2 separate regions of the Nomascus leucogenys genome follow, and region 1 is linked to region 2. The links are chromatin contacts, called in public Hi-C maps. All regions are on one chromosome and are shown on one strand. Each heading gives the region's core, a stretch centred on a gene start, on an enhancer-like site or on the middle of the called end of the contact. The rest is flanking DNA. Distances are from core to core; before and after follow the strand shown.

Region 1 (4,150 bases), core at 141-2,640, 220 kb before region 2:
ATCTGTTGTTTCAGTGAAGTGTCACCATCTCACTAATGGCTATTATTGTCCTCATTTTATTTATGTCATGTGTTTGTTTTTTTGAGGCAGGATCTCACTCTTGTCACCCAGGCTAGAATGCAGTGGCACCATTACAGCTCACTGCAACCTCGACATCTTGGGCTCCTCAATTCTCCCACCTCAGCCTCCCAAGTAGCTGGGACCACAGGCGTGTGCTACCGCACCTGGCTAAATGTTTGATTTTGTGTATAAACAAGGTCTTGCTATGTTGCCTAGGCTGGTCTTGAACTCCTGGCCTCAAGTGATCCTCCTGCTTCAGCCTCCCAAGGTGCTGGGATTACAGGCATGAGCCACCACATCTGGCCTGGCCTCATTTTATACACGAGAAATTTGGGGCCTGGGTAAAGTGTAATTATGTCTTCACATACCCGGCAAGTGGCAGAGCCAGGACTCAAACCAGGGTTTGGTAGACTCCAAATCCCTCAGCCTCTGCTGCCTTGAGGCCTTGGCCAGATGGAGTTGTAGCAGGTGTGACCCTGTGGGGGCCTCAGATCAAGGACTCCCCAGGTTTGCCAGGTAGTGGCCTCCGAGAGGCCCAGGGAGCTGCTGGCCCCTCAGGAGCGGCTGGGGGCAGGACACAAGCTCTCTTGAGTCATCCCAAATCTGAAGGAAGAGAGGACGTGAAGGGCCCAGGGCTGTGGGGAGGCTGGACAAGGCAGAGCTCAAGTCAGCTCCTCCTTTAGGAGCCTCCTGAAGCCCCTGGGGAGCTGTCCCTGACTGTACTTCTGCAACAGGCAGCCTGGCCTCTTTTAGGGCACATACGTATGTTACTACATTTATGTTACTGTCATCTGTAGGTCGTAAAATTCCACTAGGGATTCTCCCTCATTCCCTTGAAAAGTCCTTGAGAGCAGAGACCCTATTATGTGTTGCCCTAGGTACCTGGTAGAGGCCTTTCAAAGATTAGTAGGTGATCAATGAATATTGTTGAGTGAGCTCTTAATGATGGTTATTTCTAAGACCATAAAAGGTGACTTCATACACATGATCTCATTTCCTCATTCATTCAAATCCACGTACATTTGCTGGGCTTACAATAATATGCCTGGACTTTACTAGATTCTGGGCATGCAGTGACAAATTAGACACCCTGTCTATGCCCAAGAAACTTACGTCAGGGTGGGGAGAGTGCAGGAAAAAGACTGAAAAAGACAAAACAAAACCAAAACAGAAAGCACAGAAAATTGCAGTATGTGCAGCCAACAGTCAACGGGTGCTGGTGAAACCCAGAGGAGGAGGCTCCCAGGGGAGAGGAAGCAGGGTTGGGCTTTGTGTGCCAGGAAGGAGGCGGTCAGCCAGGTGAAGGGGAGAGGATGGGGGCGCTGGAGGTAGGGGAGCCCGTGGGAGATGGGACATGTTCAATAGCTCAGTCCAGCAGCTGCCTGGTGTGCAGAGGGGAGTTTTGAGAAATGAAACAGGAAGAGGGAAGAATGGAAACCACACCTTTTATTGGAACATAGAGTGCTTTGTATTTCTGAAAACACTTTCACATCTATTATCTCCAATTAGCCTAAAAACAACAGCAGAAGCAGCAGCAACAACGACGCTGAGCGCTGACCGCGAGCCTCCCTCGGAGGGAGTTTACTGTGCGCTGCCTCCTTGGACCCTCACCACTGCCCTGCGAAGCAGGCGCTTTCCTAGCCCCCTCTGTCTGGAGGAGGGCACTGAGAAAACCGGGCAGGGGAGGCCAGAGAAGGAGAGGGTGGCACCATCATTCTCACTTTCCAGCTGAGGACACGGGTAAGTGGCATGCGTCCACTCCTGTGACTTGCAGGAGTCCCGGAACTCACTCAGGCCTCTGGACTCCTAGCCTGGTATTTTCCCCTGGAAGTTTCTGAACCAAAAAAAATGTCTGAACCAAAGCACACAACCAGATCGTGAATGGAAATCAGCTTCAGCTTCCCTGGTGTTTCTCCATGGTGATCCCCTGCCTCTGTCACTGAAGGGGCCAGGATGTCACCACCAATGGGAGTGACCTGGGCTTTGAGTGGAGCATTTAACCTGTTCAGCCAGCTGTTGGAAGTGCAGAAACTAGTCCCTCACATTCACAAACTACCGCGGTTGCTCCACCATCTGCATCCAGCTTCATTACTTAATTCACTTTGCAAAGTTAATCCAGTGATCCAAGCTCCTAATAGTCTCCAGTTTGACTTCCACGGCTTCCCTTTCCCTCCACACCCAGCCTATCCCGGGCTTCTGGGTCACCAAGAAGCAGGAGCCTTTCTGTTGATTTCTTCTGGAAGGAGGCCATCTCAGTAGCCCTTTACAACAACCCATGAGATCTCCTGATTTCCGTGTGTTCTTGGAGTCCCCTGAGATTTGGTTTGCAGCACAAGCTCATTCCCCTCTGTGCTCCCCTCTCACTGTGTGGAACCTTCTTTAATAGACTCACCTCTGGGGAGAGGATGTGCTCCTTTCTGGCCGCAGCTGCAGCCATTCCAATCTACATCAAAGCACTCTTCTTTCTGTCTCCATTTCTTAAATGTTTTTGCTTTTTCTCTATTTCTTCCTTCTCATGGGCAGCTCAGAACACATTTGTGACAGTGACCACCCTTCTGCCCCAGCCCTGGCCCCACTACCTTCCCTAACACTGCAAACAACTTCACTCTTGGCTTCCTGCTGGATATCTGGTCAGTGGCCTACATTCCTCCCACTTTTCTCTTTTCTTTCTTTCTTTTCTCTCTCTCTCTCTTTTTTTTTTTTTTTTTGAGACAGGGTCTTGCCCAGGCTGAAGCCCAAGTGGCATGATCAAGTGATCAAGGCTCACTGAAGGCTCGACCTCCCAGGTTGAAGCCATCCACCCACCTCAGCCTCCAGAGTAGCCAGGACCACAGGTGTGCACCACGATGCCTGGCTAATTTTGTCTTTTTAAAATTATTTTGTTGACAGAGTCTCACTATGTTGCCCAGGCTGGTCTCGAACTTCTGGACTCAGGCAATCCTCTCACCTTGGCCTCCCAAAGTGCTGGGATTACAGTTGTGAGCCACCATACCTGGCCTGCATACCCTTTTCTATCTGGCTTTCTAGACTTTAAAATCTGTCTTGGTGGCTCCAGTTTGCCATGTCTCATGGTCCTGAAATGGCCCCTGTCACTGAGGCAGGGAGCAGAGGAGACTGGGAATTTGTGCTGAAGGTAAATGGATCTGGTTTGAATCCTGGCCACTGCCCACCAGCCATGTGACCAAGACTTAACCGTATTTTTTCAGGGTGTTATGCAGAGATAATGAGATCAAAATTGTAAGGCATCTAGTACTGACATAATAAGCTCTCAACAAATGGTAGCTATTAAAGTGTTAATAACAAATCCTTTTCAGATGGTTTCTATAACAGTGAATTTGCAAATAGTTGGAACCTCTGAAGTGCTTCCTCTCGTGAACTGGAAACCCCTTGAGGTCAGGGGCCTTGTCTGCCTATTCACAATGTCCATCTAGCACATGGTAGGCTCTTTATATATATATATATTTATTTTTTGATGAATGAATAATCTAGACTATCCTCAATTCTGATATCACGATTCCTTTCTAGTATTAAATTCCGAATTATAATACGTTAATTGCAGAAAAATTGGAAAATATTTTTTAAAAATACGAAAACAAAAATGTAGCTGTGATCCTAGTCCCTAGAGATAACCACAGTTAATATTTTGATATATTTCCCTGCAGCCTTTTTTTCTGTGCTTATGCATATTTCAAAAATTTTATATTCTGGCTTTTCAGTTAACATAATGAGCATTTCCCTGTGTTACTAAATAATCTCCATAAACATAATTTTAAGTGCTACATATATTATTCTGTGCTATGAATGTATCATAATTTATGTAACCAATACCCAGTGGTTGATATTTAAGTTGTTTCCATTTTTCACCATTATAAATAAAGCTGCACTGAACATCTTTTGCATAAATCTTTGTGTATATCTCTGAATTAAGATTTTCTACCAAGAATAAATTCTACAAAGTAAATTACCGATTTAACAGTGAACATGTTAAGGCCCCAGGTAAATGTCTTGTTAAATGATTCTTCATAGAGGTTGCACTCATTGTCTGTCCTCCTGCTATCAAGGTATGAGAATTCTCACCACCAGAATATTG
Region 2 (3,803 bases), core at 321-2,820:
TATGCTCCCAGATTTTCTTTTGGTACTTGTATAGGTTCAATTTTATTTTAAAATATTTGATTAGTTGTCTAGTACTAGTTTTTCTTTTTGACTTTTGCTTTTTTAATTTTTTTATTTAATCCTAAATTTATTTTTAATTATTATGGATACATAATAGTTGTACATATTTAGAAGTAGTTTCAATTTTAGGAATGACTCTGCTTTTTTAAGTTACAATGTATCTTGGATTTCATCCTTACCATTTTATGAAAGTCATCTCATTCTTTTTCACTGTGTTAATAGTTACTCTATCACATGGGCTTACTATAATTTATTAAGTGTGGTGACTCATGACTGTTATCTCAGCATTTAGGGAGGATCACTTGAGGCTAGGAGTTTGAGGTCAGCCTAGGCAACATTGAGACCCCCATCTCTAAAAAAAAAATAAAAAATAAATTAGCCAGGAGTGGTGGCACATGCCTGTAGTCCCAGCTACTCAGGAGACTGAGGCAGGAGGATCACCTAAGCCCAGGAATTTTTCAGTGACTTATGATCGTGCCACTGTGCTCCAACCTGAGCAACAGAGTGAGACCCCACCTGTTTAAAAAAAAAAGGGAATAAGGCTGGAAGCATCACACTATCTGACTATACTACAAATGTAAAATGCACTACAAAGCAATAGCAATCAAAACAGCATGGTACTTACTGGCAGAAAAACAGACACACAAAACAACAGAACAAAATAGAGAGACCAAGAATAAATCTATGCTCTTACAGCCAACTGACTTTCATCAAAGGCATCAAGAACACAGACTGGGCAAAGGCCAATCTCTCCAATAAAGGGTGCTGAGAAAACTGGATATTCATATGCAGAAAAATGAAACCAGACTCCCTATCTCTCACCATATCCAAAAATCAAATAGAGATGGATTAAAAACCAATGTAAGGCCCAAAACTATGAAACTACTGGAAGAAAATAGGGGAACCCCTTCATGACATTGGTCTGGGCAAGGATTTTTTGAATAAGACCAAAAAAGCACATGCAGCAAAAGCAAAAACAGGCAAATAGGATTCCATTAAACTAACAAGCTCCTGCACAACAAAGGAAATGATCAGCAGAGTGAAGTGACGACCTACAGAATAGGAGAAAACATTCACACACTTCGCATCTGACAAGCGGTTAATATCCAGGACACACACGGAACTCAAAGAATTCTAAGTCTTAAACGATGGCTTTAAACAAACGGCTTGCAAATTTTGTGAAAACTTAACCATCAGGTCTGGTATGAGCCAGCTCCAGGACACCACTGGGAGGGCCCCTGTTTTGGAAGTTGGACTCTGTCCTCCATTTGGAGCCCTCGGAGAGAGCAAGCGAGGCTGCTCTGTTCTGGAGGCTTCCTGTGCCTGAGGCCTTTGACTCCCTTTACCCGCGTTCCTCCCGGCGAAGCCTGGCCCCGCTCTCCCAACACCAGTGTCCTGCTGCCCCCTAATGGCAGCTTCTGCCATCTGCGGCTGCCCGGGAGCTAGATCCACTAGAGAGCTCACCAGCTCCGCGCCAGGATCAGAGACCCCTGAGCAGGTGAAACAATCTTCACCTTCCACTCCAGCCTTTTGGAACCCAAGGAGAGCCGGGCCAGAGTACCCAGGACCTCAAGCCCCGCTGCCCCTTGTCCATCCCAGAATCGTGGTTTCCCACTGCCCTCTGCAGTGCCTGCGGCATAGTGATGAGCCCGGCACTGTAGCGCCACCTAGTGCCTCTGCCGGGTCAGTGGCACCTGCACCTGCACTGCCAACCCCCTGCTGGGCACCCCCCGAGAATTCCGACTTAAGAACTGTAGTTTGTTGTGTGTTGTTTTTGCTTTGGGGCTCAGTGGGAAACTCACCAGTCACCTGCATTAGAGCCTGGGGCTTCCTGTCACTTTAGAGCAGGTAAGAAGAGGAGGGAAAGAAAAGACCTCAGCAGCACAGCCCCAGACCTTCCTCCATTTGGTGGGGCCTTCTCACCACGAATAGTGAATAGTCCAACTAACAACTAAAAGCTCCAGCTAGGAGGACCCTGGAGCTCCCCTGAGCCTGTGGCCTTCAAACGGTACTGACCAAGCCTATCAGTAAGCAGTGCATTTTACAACGCAACAGCCCAGGACACCCCTGCGTTGAAAGGGCTCAGGAAACAATACTTACCCTTACTATGCATAGCGTATAGCGTATTTTGACACTTCCATTACTTTCAATTCTAAAAAAAAAAAAAACAACTTGCCACAACTTAATAACTAGAATTCACAGTTCATTAATGGGTCACCATGAATTTTGTTTTGTATTGTTTACAAAACAAAAATCTAGCCCTCAGTTCACTGAGAAGAAACAGAGGACAAAGAACAAATTTGCCCAACAGCAAATTAGGGGCAGATTCAGATCTAGGATCTAGAATCCAGGTCTCTGATGCCCAGTCTCATCACTTCAAGGCCTCCTCTGGGCTCTGTACCAAGTTCCTTTTGCACTGAAGCACAGAGCTCTGTCTCTCTCTGTGGCCCAGATCTATATAGGGCAGACAGTCAGGATCTGACTGCAGGCCCCTCTGTGCCCTGGAAGTAAGGTGTTGTCAATTGCTGTTTCTCTTACAGTGAACTTCTCCTGTTCTAGCACAAGGCGGCAGCAAAGAGAAGCAAACGGCCTTGATAATTGGGAGGAAAAAGGAGAAAGTGGACTCTGGGCAGTTCCGGCAACCTATTCAGTAAATGAGTAGCGTTAGCATTTTGCTTGAGATCAAAAGCCAAAGGGCAGTATTTTGTTAAAGACTTTTGGAACTTAATTTTAAAAGTTAAGGAGGGCCAGGCATGGTGGCTCACACCTGTAATCCCAGCACTTTGGGAGGCTGAGGCAGGGAGATTCCTTGAGTCCAGGAGTTTGAGACCAGCCTGACAACGTAGTGAGATCTTGTCTCTACAAATAAAAAACAAAGAATTAGCTGGGTGTGGTTGTGCACATCTGTGGTTCCAGCTACTTAAGAGGCTGAGGCACAAGGATCCCTTGAGCCCAGGAGGTCTAGGTTGCAGTAAGCTGTAATCATACCACTGCACTCCAGCCTGGGTGACAGAGCAAGACCCTGTCTCAAAATAAATAAAGGCTAAAGGGTGTTGGGGATACTCTAGTCTAAACAATACCTGATGCACTGTTTGTTGCTTGAGTGTTGATAAAAATATAAATCCATAATCTTCCTAGAGAGTATATGAATTTTATTTTCAATTTTTTAAATGTTCAAACCCACTGATCCAGAAATTCCACTAAAAGGAATATATAAAGTGCTAATTTTGTACATACAAAGTTGGCCACCACAACATTTGATATTTTTTGACAGAAAGAGCTAAATAATATCTACATGGAATTAGTTTTAAATCTTGTGTACACCAAATCCAAAAATGTAATACTATGCAGCCAGTAGGTAGGATGATGTAGAATGTGAAAAGCAGTTTACAAAATACTATGTGTAGTATGCTCCAATCTGTGTAAAGTGCCCAGGGATTCTCTAGGTACTGGGGTGAAGGTGGGGTGCCTCTCTGAAGAATGGAGTCATCATTCAGAATCACCTGGGGAGATTTTACAAACCACAGTCTTCCCCAACCACTCACCCCAGGAAAGTGTGATATGCCCCTTTGGGAGATATGGTTACATTTGAGAATCATTTCAGGAAGGGAAGAGGATAGAGAACTGCTGGAGGCGTACACATAACCATTTGTGTGTATACGCATGTGAGATGGTAGTGGGATGCTTCGCAGAATGACAGCATCAGTCTTCTCTGAGTGGTGAGATTTTCAAGTGTTTTTCAA

Evidence for each region. Hi-C and Micro-C count contacts between places; a contact is called where the count stands out from the background.
Region 1: a contact with region 2 is called in a Hi-C map of a lymphoblastoid cell line, with 3 times the contacts expected there. The contact joins two enhancer-like sites. A contact is called at or near these places in 4 of 4 Hi-C or Micro-C datasets (a lymphoblastoid cell line and an unstated tissue).

What each region holds. Positions count from the first base shown.
Region 1 is chr5:56,107,826-56,111,975 of Asia_NLE_v1, reverse strand. No RefSeq gene overlaps it. Among named protein-coding and RNA genes, the nearest start is that of MDM4, 66 kb to the left of the region's middle. Within about 2 kb of position 1,390, the one cell type or tissue checked has an H3K27ac peak away from gene starts, as active enhancers do. A contact at or near this core is called in a lymphoblastoid cell line, where this site is marked.
Region 2 is chr5:55,885,553-55,889,355 of Asia_NLE_v1, reverse strand. No RefSeq gene overlaps it. Among named protein-coding and RNA genes, the nearest start is that of NFASC, 22 kb to the right of the region's middle. Within about 2 kb of position 1,570, the one cell type or tissue checked has an H3K27ac peak away from gene starts, as active enhancers do. A contact at or near this core is called in a lymphoblastoid cell line, where this site is marked.